Linked DNA regions of Mus musculus: region 1 is linked to region 2. Evidence: chromatin contacts called from public promoter capture Hi-C data. All regions are on one chromosome and are shown on one strand. The core of a region is the stretch at or near the end of the contact, and the rest is flanking DNA. Distances in the headings are between cores, read along the strand shown.

The links. Promoter capture Hi-C pulls out the DNA fragments that hold promoters and counts their contacts.
Region 1: a contact with region 2 is called in a promoter capture Hi-C map of hippocampal neurons, with 3 times the contacts expected there. The contact joins the promoter of Nphp3 here to the enhancer-like site in region 2. A contact is called at or near these places in 3 of 39 promoter capture datasets (the C10 cell line, hippocampal neurons and pre-B cells), 2 of 15 datasets of contacts at CTCF or cohesin (large pre-B cells and pro-B cells), 10 of 484 Hi-C or Micro-C datasets (B cells, CD4 T cells, CD8 T cells and 6 more) and 7 of 115 datasets of contacts at active chromatin or transcription factors (astrocytes, bone marrow-derived macrophages, embryonic midbrain and 4 more).

Annotation. Positions count from the first base shown.
Region 1 is chr9:103,999,227-104,004,369 of GRCm38.p6, reverse strand. Nphp3 (nephronophthisis 3 (adolescent)) reads right to left here and starts at 1,826. Exons shown (of 27, transcript NM_028721.3): 1 at 1,209-1,826. The coding sequence starts at 1,589. Gm33054 (predicted gene, 33054) reads left to right here and starts at 2,011. Exons shown (of 2, transcript NR_168653.1): 1 at 2,011-2,068; 2 at 2,336-2,610.
Region 2 is chr9:103,090,457-103,095,388 of GRCm38.p6, reverse strand. It overlaps a transcript of Slco2a1 not described here. Among named protein-coding and RNA genes, the nearest start is that of Rab6b, 19 kb to the left of the region's middle. Within about 2 kb of position 2,763, at least 57 of the 459 cell types and tissues checked have an H3K27ac peak or open chromatin away from gene starts, as enhancers often do. A contact at or near this core is called in CD8 T cells, cortical neurons, forebrain and 4 more, where this site is marked.

The sequences.
Region 1 (5,143 bases), core at 577-3,076, 910 kb before region 2:
GTTCCTGTGCTCCTTGGCATTATATATTAATCATTTTACTCTTCTCCTGAGCCATTCACCGTCTGGATCCATCAGAGGCCTCCAGTAAATGTCAACATGGCTGAATGAAATAAATGTGAGGGAGTTTTCTCACGATGATGCAGGTAAGAAAGGAACAACAGGTTTCACAGGGAATTGGAACTGCTGATCTGTGATCTGTGACATCTGTCTGTCAGTCCTCCCTGCACTGGCCTCTTTATCCTGCTAACCCCTTCTCCCTGCAATTCACATGGTTCTTAGTGGGCAGTGGTGCACATACATGACATCATACACGAGGGACACGCAAGTCCACTTTATAAGGGCAAGCACATTGGTCTCCCAGTAGAAAGTGAGGCGAGCAGGGAGCTGAGGGTGAGAACAGCTTCCCAGATAATATGCTAATAGCCCAGCAGATTCTGAAGGGCTTCATAGCTTATGGGAATGATGCCCTACTAGAAGGAAGGAGCCTTCTTTTACAAAAAAATCTGTGATGTTTATTTAAGTTCTGATGTGCCGGGAGCTCTTGGGCTGTCAGAGATCCCTCTCACAGAAAAGAAAGGTATAAACAAATGACCACCAGAGAGGCTCCGAACCCACGGCATATAGTCCCATATTTTTACTCCGAGAAGTTCTGCTTTACCTAGTATCCGAATGAATCAAAGGCGATCTGTTATAAGGCCTACAATAGCATTGCAGTAACTGTTTAGTCCATTAACTAAATGGACTAAGAGAGTTTGAGTACTCTCAGGGAAGACTTTTAATCACAACAGTTAAAAACCATAAAATCAGGAGGTTTCCAGAAAAATTCCTATCGTATCATTAAACCCCAGAATCTGCCGAACTTCGCGAAGAAAACTAACCCAAGAACTCCATTTTGGAGATACCTAAAACCGGGAGGAGTTTGTGTGTAGTTGCTCTGAGAAATTTTTCGACTTCAGGACTTGGGTTGATTCAACGTGTCTTAATGAATGAACCGTAAATTGAAAGGGGCAGGGGAAGATGCTGATAAGAAATTAGTTTACACTCAAATAATGATTCCACATAAAGGAGGAGCAGCTTTTGCACAATTTAGAAAACAACTTGGTTTGTAGCTGGGGTAGGATGGTGGTGCCACCAAGCGGCTGAGCGGTGCGCTCGGGTCTCAGTTTCCTCAGAGCCTCCCGCTTGCGACGCTCTCGGTCCCGCGTTACCTGCAGCTCCGCCCGCAGCCGCTTGTTCTCCGTGTCCAGCTTGGCCTCTCGGCGGCCCATGGACAGCAACTCCTGGTTCTTGCTGACCCGGAAGATCTCATACTCTTTCTTGAGCCGCTCGAACTCGGCCGCCGCATACTCTAGCTCGGGCACAGACGAGCCGGTGGACTTGAAGCTGGCGCCCAGCAGCCCGCCGCCCCCTGCCGCGCGAGGCAGCGACCCGGGCCCGGCTCCCGCGCCCCTGCGGAACGAGCTGCGCAGCAGGCGGGCCTTGGGTTTCACTTCCACCGGGATCTCGCAGGCCTCGCCGCCGCCTGCCCCGTACGTGTCCTCGATCACCTCCCCGCCAGTGGGACTCACCAGCGACGAGGCTGTGCCCATGATGCCCGCGGCCGGCTGAGGCTGAGAGTCGGCTGGGTGCCAGGAGGAGGCGGGACCAGGAGGGCGGGGCCTGTCAAGCGGGGCGGAGCGCCGCAGGGAGAAACCAAAATCAGAGAGGAGCGTGGCCAGGAGCAGGGAGGTGGCCGGGGCGTGGCCAGGCCTTAAGGGCGGGGCCTAGATGGTGGGGCGAGGTGCTGTAGAGGAGAGGGCGGAGTTTGGAGGGAAGAGCGGAGCAGTAAGTGAGCCGGGCCTGGTGATTGGGGAGAAGGGCGTAACGTGGCAACTAGAGGGGCGTGGTGTTGAAGAAGAGTGGCCGTCTTGAGAAGGGGCGGAGCCATACTTTCGGGGCGTGGCCGAGCAAGCTGGGGATGTTAAGGCTAACAGAGAGGGGTGGGACGTAGCAGCGAGAGGAGGTGTGGTCAGTTGAGAAGAGCAGTGCCCAGAGAGAGTGTCGGGCCAGATTTTAGGGTCGTAGCCCGGTAAGTGGGGCGTAAGGCAGCAGCAGAAGAAAGAGAAAACCAGTCAGAGAGTCGGAGAGGTGGTCCTGGCTGGACAACGAGAGGGGGAGTGGCCAGGAGTCCTGTGGGGCGGAGCCAGGCTTTGGGGGCGTGACCAGACACGCGGGGGCGTGCTCTTCTGAATGAGACCAGTAGAGGAGCTGGACAAGGGAGGGTTGAGAGAAATGAGACTCGGGAGGAGAGGAATGGGTATCACGGAGCTGGCGGCCCTGAGAACTTGCTTTGCAGGAGCAGGCGGCAGGACTGAGCTGGGCAAGCTGGGCGGTACCAGGAGATCCGGACATCCAGAAGGGAAGGTTCCAGACTAGGCCCAAACCTACAAGCTCTGCTCCCTCTGCGTGAACTTTGTCTCAGTGAGCAAGAACTAGATCACATACCCATCTGCCCCCGCTCTGCCGCAACTGTTTCTGTGGTCCTGACTAAAGGGCTCTTTTCTGGAGGCAGTTCAGTGCCTAGTGTGTCTCTCAGGAAACATGTAATAAATAATGCCAGCCAGGAAAGAACTTCGAAGCATCACCACTTGAACCCCCCCACCCCCGCGACCCTTCTCTCCCCCCACCCCCATCCTTGATAAGCTCAGGTTTTATAACGCCTGGCGATAAGGATGCCAGGGACCCTATTCTAGACGGAAGAAAATTGTTAAGTACAGGGTTTGCAGGAAGGGAACGCGTGCTACTGTTCCAAGTTGTCCTTGGTCTGCTAACTTATCTTCCTGCCCATCCCAGATTGGTACCCCAGGTTAGAGGGGACAGAAAAGTGAGCAGTGGCTTTGACTCAACACTGTTGTGAGCTGGGTGCTGGTAATCTTTATACTTGCCCTTTTCTTAGGCAGTCTCCGAATGCCAGCCACTCTCTCTGCCATCATCCTCATTACCGGGAGCCTCATTACCCAAGGGGGATATAATCTTATTCCAGTGCTTGCTTACTCCATCCCCAGCTGTAAGAAATCTGGTAGCATTTTAAGCATCAGTCCATGCAGAGCCTCCTTGGGCTGACCTAAGATAGTCTTTGGTGGCTCACTCCATCCACAGGCATCCCTAGGATTCTTGGAAAGCCAACTCTGAGATGTAGATAAGCAAGCAAGATGTCTACCAGAGAATGCTGGGTAGGTACCTGGGGCAAGGCAGGGGAATCAGTGCAAGGTTGCTCTGTGCAGCATTCCCAGCAAAGACCTCAGCCAACCCTGCAGAGACTTTTGAAGCTGGGACGGCCCTGGGGAGTTGTCCTAAGTTACCTTGGAGCTAGAACTTCAAACTTTTACTTAATCTAGCCATCTGCTCTCTTTAGCCGGTGGAGACTGATGGCTGAGAATAGTCTGCTGTCAGCACTGTCATGGCTGACATCCAATCTTTCACCCTTCATATCTATCACAAAGCAAACAGCCTTTCCTCCAAGGAACTCTGGGAATGCTGGTCCGTTTTAACTCCCACCCCACCCCCACAAATGCCCTGAACTCCTTCCCTCAAATTAGCTGGTCGTGTTTTCTCTGACCTCTTAGACACCCTTCTAGCCTTTGGACTCTCCTAAGTTGAAGGATTACATATTGATTTCTCCAGTTAGTACCATGAGATCCAAAGGGAAACATTTGCTCTATCAGAGTACCCAAAAGACTGCCCTAGGTTCTCAAAGCCTTTCTAGCTGCTGATTTCTGAGGTCTGTTCCTTCAGAGATTTGAGGACCATTCTCTAGATTTTCCTTCCTTCTCTTCTCTTCTCTTCTCTTCTCTTCTCTTCTCTTCTCTTCTCTTCTCTTCTCTCCTCTCCTCTCCTCTCCTCTCCTCTCCTCTCCTCTCCTCTCCTCTCCCCTCCCCTCCCCTCCCCTCCCCTCCCCTCCCCTCCCCTCCCCTCCCCTCCCCTCCCCTCCCCCTCCTCTCTCCTCTCCCCTCCCCCCTCCCCTCCCCTCGAAACAATCTCCTGCAGCCCAGACTGGTCTCAACCTTTCTTTGTAGCTAAGGATGACCTTAGACTTCTGGTCCTCCTGTGGGCACTACCATCCTACTTGCTGGGGTCCCAGAGTGAGTTCACAGGAGAAAGCCACTGGTCCACCTGGGCTCATCTCTCTGTTTCCTAGCTACAGATGAAATGTGAGCAGCCTTCTCATAGTCTGGCCACAAGGCCTTCCTGCTGAGAGGGGCTGTACTCTCAAATTTTGAGCCAAAATAAACCCTTCCTTCTTCCCTCCCTTCCACCCCACCCTCCCCCTCCCTTCCATCCCCTCCCTCCCCCTCCCTTTCACTCTTTCCCCCTTCCTTCCACCCCATCCATCCCTCTCCCTTCCACCCCACCCCCCTCCCTTCCACCCCATCTCTCCTCCTCCCTTTTACTCTCTCCCCCTCCCTTCCACCCCACCCCTCCCTTCCACTCCTCTCCCTCCCCCTCCCTTCCACCCTATCTCTCCCCCTCCCTTTCACTCTCTCCTCCTCCCTTCCACCCCTCCCTCCCCCTCCCTTTCACTCTCTCCTCCTCCCTTCCACTCCATCCCTCCTCCTCCTTTTCACTTCCTCCCTCTCTCCCCCTCCCTTCCTCCCTTCCTCCCATTCTCCCCTCCTTAAGTTACTTTTTTTTGTCAGGCATTTGTCACAATAATGAGAAAAGTAATACAGCATTTTACCAGCCAGGAGGGATTTCCTTTTGGTTATTATTGTTGCTATACCACCTGGGCATAAAGGTGGTGCAAAGGAAAGACCTGTTATGAACTCTGTTCTTACAGAGCTCATGGACTAGATTAATTGTCACGGTCACTCTTAAATACCGTCAAATGGCCTTGTAGATGCTCCAAGCACACATCCAGGGTTGCTGAGACCCTGGACCTCTCTGCATCTACAGAGACGAATGGCAAAGACACTGTCTTTCTCATCAGATAACTGCATACAGTGAGCCTGCATGTTCACCTGAGATAAGCACTGATCAAGGTCAAAGTGGGGAGTCCAAGTGAGTAAGAGCCAAGGTGACATGTGCTGGTGCTAGCCGGGACCCAGCGTGACAGGGTAGTAGCTTCATGCCATGTTTATTAATCCTAAAGCGTGGCAGAAATAGA
Region 2 (4,932 bases), core at 1,514-4,013:
TGGGTGTCAACTCTAGACCCGCCTCAAAATCCCTACATTCAAGCCTGCAGGAGACCCTGAAGGGAGACAGATCTGAAGGCTGGGTAATCTGTTAACTATCTGAAGGCTGGGTAATCTGTTAACTATCTGAAGGCTGGGTAATCTGTTAACTATCTGAAGGCTGGGTAATCTGTTAACTATCTGAAGGCTGGGTAATCTGATAACTATCTGAAGGCTGGGTAATCTGTTAACTATCTGAAGGCTGGGTAATCTGTTAACTATCTGAAGGCTGGGTAATCTGATAACTATCTGAAGGCTGGGTAATCTGTTAACTATCTGAAGGCTGGGTAATCTGATAACTATCTTAGGGTTTGCTGACTCTTGGTGACAAAGTGAATCAAATAAGCATCCCCTAGGTCGGCGGTCCTCAACCTTCCTGATGCTGTGACCCTTTCACACAGTTCCTCATGTTGTGGTGACCTCTGACCATAAAACTGTTTTCGTTGCTACTTCAACTTCATAACTGCAATTTTGCTGTTGTTATGAATCATAATGTAAATGTTTTTTGGAAATCGAGGTTTGCCAAAGGGGCCGTGATCCTCAAGTTGAGAACCACTGTCCTAAGTGATCAGTCATATATATATATGTGTGTGTGTGTGTGTGTGTGTGTGTGTGTGTGTGTGTATATATATATATGAACCATGGTTCCTTAGGAGATAATAACAGAGGATTGGGTATGAAGGTCAATGGCTGATTGTCTGACTCACATCTGCAAGGCCTTAATGTTCCATCCCAAACATCAGGGAAATGGAACAATAATGGGATCTGGAGCCTCTACAGAACATCACTCATAATGTCCAGGGTATATTAAAAAGAACTAGACTAGCAAATAAAAAGGGAAATGTGGCCAGAGTCCAGAAATCAAAGCAGCCAAGGTATGAGATGACCCAGATGTCTACCTGAGCAGACAGGGAGTTGAAGGTAGCTCCTATAAATAGTTCAAAGACCTTCCAGTCTTTGACTACAATCTGAATCAATAAACCGGGACTCAGCAGAGAGATTATGGAAGTGATAAAAAAAGAAACAGTATTTTTAGCCCTGAGAAACATAAAACAAAAATGAACATATGTGTGGGTGGTTGCAAGAATATATTTACAGGGTGCAGAAGAAAACTTGATGAGTTTGAAGACAACTCCCTGAAAGGGTAATGTGAGGACCGACAAGAAAAAAAAGGCGAAGGAGGATGACGACCAGGGATCTTCCAGGTGTCTCAGGTCATCCACAGTGAAAGAGTATAAAATATGAATTACAAAACCACTTATGATGTAATAGCTCAGTGAATACGAAGCCTGATTCACTCTTCCTAGGGAGAGTCCATTACTGTTTGGGGGGGAGGTGGGCAGGACTGGGAGCTGGAGGAGAAATCTTAGAAATCATATTTCAGTGGCAACCGGAAGTAGAAAGAAAGGGATGTGGAAGTAGGGTGAGGCTGAAAAAATTGGCTTCCCCAGGGCACTTCTTCCAGCAAGGCTGAGCTCTCTCCCCAGACAGTGCCACAAACTGGGGGTTCAAGTACATATTCAAGTACATGAGCCCATGTGTGGTGCTACAGCAGTCTAGGATAAACACATACATTTATCCAAACAAGTTGACAGAAGACTGTGAATGTGTGGATATGACTGCACCCCACGTAAACCTCAACAGAGCTCCTTTTGGAAACACTAAGAGACTTCTGCATCGCTAGTGAGATGCTAAGCCATTCAACTTTGGAAAGAGTTAATCTCTGATAGCCTATGAGCTATCCCTTTGCTTTTTCACTTCTGGACATGTCTCCAACAGAAATGGAAACTCACAAAAAACTCACTCACGAATCTCCATAGTAATTTTATTCATCATAATAAAAAAAAAATGGCCTGACATCTAACTAAATAACCTGATGGATAGATACAGAATTTGTGTCATATTCAACCAAGAGAGTGTCACGGAACAATTAAAAAAAAAAAAAAAAGAATAACCACAGGCACAAGCAATGGATCTCAAAAACATTAGGATGGATTGCAAAATACCATTTACATTGAGCTTTCGAATAAGTTAGGTTAACTTATACCAAGGGGGCAGGGTGGTAAAATGGGCAGAGACTGTACTCAACCCAATATCCACCTAGTTGCTGGGAGTTACACTGTTTTACACTTTAATGGCCACGGTGGTTGTGTTCTCATCTACATTTATAAAATGTACGGAACGATAAGCGGTGAAATGATGTTAGTCGTACATTGCCAGGAACGGGCTTTAAAAATATGTCTTCATCTTGTTTATAAAATTTTGGCCTAATCACTTAAGGCTGGAATGCTAATGGGTGACATAGAGAAGTCAAGGAAGGGAGGCTTAAGGCAAGAGGTGGAGAATCCAGTTTCCCCTGCATCGGGATGCTGGTGTCGGTCAAGGTCTCCTTCAAGCTCTGCTGAACCTGGAATTGATCAGCCAACCCTGGGGGGTCAGGAGGGTGCGTCAGTTTCTAAAGCTTTCCTGGCTACTTCTGCCTTTGCTTCCAAGGAGCAAGAGTGTTGTTAGTCTTGTTTATCCTGGCCCTAGGGAGCTCAGTCCTTTTCCGAATGCCCTAGAAGGTGACTGGGGCACAGAGACCTTTTCTGAAGACGGGCAGTGCCTGCGATTATGAGAGATTTCTTTCAGAGGCACGTTCCTGAGGCCCAAGGGGTACACTGGTAAATACCGGAGACCTAGAAGGCGGAGGTGGAAGGTGACTGAGTTCCCTGAAGCCACTGAATACTTAAGCCTGTAAGATCATGGCGAGGCTGACAGCCCCAGGATGGGAGGGGCCCCACGTTGGAGCAGAGTGACCACCCATGCCAGTTCGCAGGGCCTGGGAGTGCCCACAGGGTCTGTAAGAATGCTTGGGTGGGGAGCCTGAAGTGTCAGAGGGTGGCGGTGTATTTGAGGGGTGCCCTGAGCAGCGAGCAACCTGGCCTCAGCAACGCCCTCTCTGCCAAGCTGCATGCGGTGATCCCGCTGTGGCGCTGCCTCACTGCGGCGCTGGTGAGCGGCGCCGCCTAGTGGCAGACTACGACAGCAGTGCCCCGGAGCGCCGGCCACTGCAAGAATAAGGTCTGGACCCTGCTGGAAGCGAGACCAGTTGCACTCCAAACTCCCCGTCTGATAATTGCATCTCACTAGAAGCGCAAAGCACAAAGGGCCTGGCGTTCTCTGATCTTCACTCCCGACTTCTGGAGCTGTTCTGGAGTTTCAAATGCCTTTTCCCAGTATGGGCCCACCCCACCCCACCCCACCCCACTCCCACCTCCATTTTTCTTCTGTAAGCTGGTGTTTGTGAAAGTTAAGAACATTCAGTCAAATGCTTGCCCCACCTGAGACTTCTAAGGTTTAGGGGCTGTATACATTTGAAATGCTGTACTGAGAAACCCACAGTGCAAAGAGAAGTTTAGGAGCCTGAACAGAAAACCTGTTCAAATAAGCTGCCCCATTTGGCTTTCAATTACACCCCTGGGACTCCAGTTCCCACACTGCGGGGAGGAGAGAGAGAGAGAGAGAGAGAGAGAGAGAGAGAGAGAGAGAGAGAGGACATATAGTGGAGCCAACTTTGGCTGGGGCTGCTCAGGAGGACGGCTCTTCTGGTCTCTGGGGTGTAGCAGTTCCCTCTCAGGGACCCGGGGCTGTATTTTGAGGTAGGAACGCCCTTCTGGGACTGGTTGACTGGTCTCTAAGGCCATTCTCCAGGCTTTGAATGGGCTGGTCTAAGCCAGTCCCGAAGGACGCCTAAGGGGCCCCCGCTAAGCCTAGACCCTACCCTTCTAGCCTTACTCCTGTTCTCCTTCAGGTTCCCTGATCAGGGGATTCTCAGAATGTGCACAGGTTTGCTCGCCTTTCTACCTTTGTTCACAACTTAGCTGTCCTCTCTCCCTACACTCTTGACCCTCGAAACCAGCCCTGGTCCCTTCTCTGATTTCCCAATGGAATCCACAGCACTTGGTCAAGTTCCTACCCTAGGTCAAAGTATACACGCTGCAAGGTCAGGAAATGTGTCATGGCGGGTTCTTGCACACACCAGCTACCAAACAAATAAAATGTGATTGACAACCGGAGGGGACCTCATTTATCGATGTGATGGTCCTGATGGCCTCACCATTCAGGAAGAAGCTCTGGGTGAGACTCCTCCCCTCGAGATAAGCCCCGCCCCTTGGGGGGCATGCTCAATCAACTGTCATCCCCCCTAGCTCCTCCGCCTTCTCATCCTTTGCCTAAGTCTTTGTCAACTAAAGAGAACCTTTTTCCTGACCCTGCATCTCTAAACCTCTGATCCATCAGCTCTGCCTCTTCTGGGCCTGTCCTCTCCACTTTTCCATCTCTAAGGCAGCCTTGGCTTTGCTGAGATATCATCTTTTCTCCTCTAGGGATCCGCTGTGGATGCTTCCTCCCTCTGACTGTATTCATCCCTCTTCCAACAGCCTGACAAGACTGAAGGGTCTCAGAGAGCATATTGGTTCACCTAGAATCACTCCCCATGGTGGAAGATTCTAGCACTTGCCTAAGTCTGCTCCTCTCCTCTCTGAGCACAGAGGATTATATTTCTCCATCTGTACAGCAGTTAGATAATGCCGTGAGACTAGTTCTGGCCAAGCGCCTGGGAGCAGAAAGACTATGCGCCTTCTGGCCAAAACACTTGCTTCCCATGGCGAGACCTTCTTAGCTTCCTTTCCTGCCTCATTAATTGTGGATTGATGAAACAGAGGTACCTCAAGTCCAAATAGCTGGCATTCTGAGCCACCCTTGGAAGCCACTGCCCTGGAGAGTCACCCAAACAAGCCACGGGCTTTGTGCAAACAAGAGATAAAGGTGTGTTGTGTCATGTGACTGAAGCCTAGCCAAGCCTATTTCTGGGTGGTTTGAGGAGTTCAGTAAATAAATGCATGGCTTGGC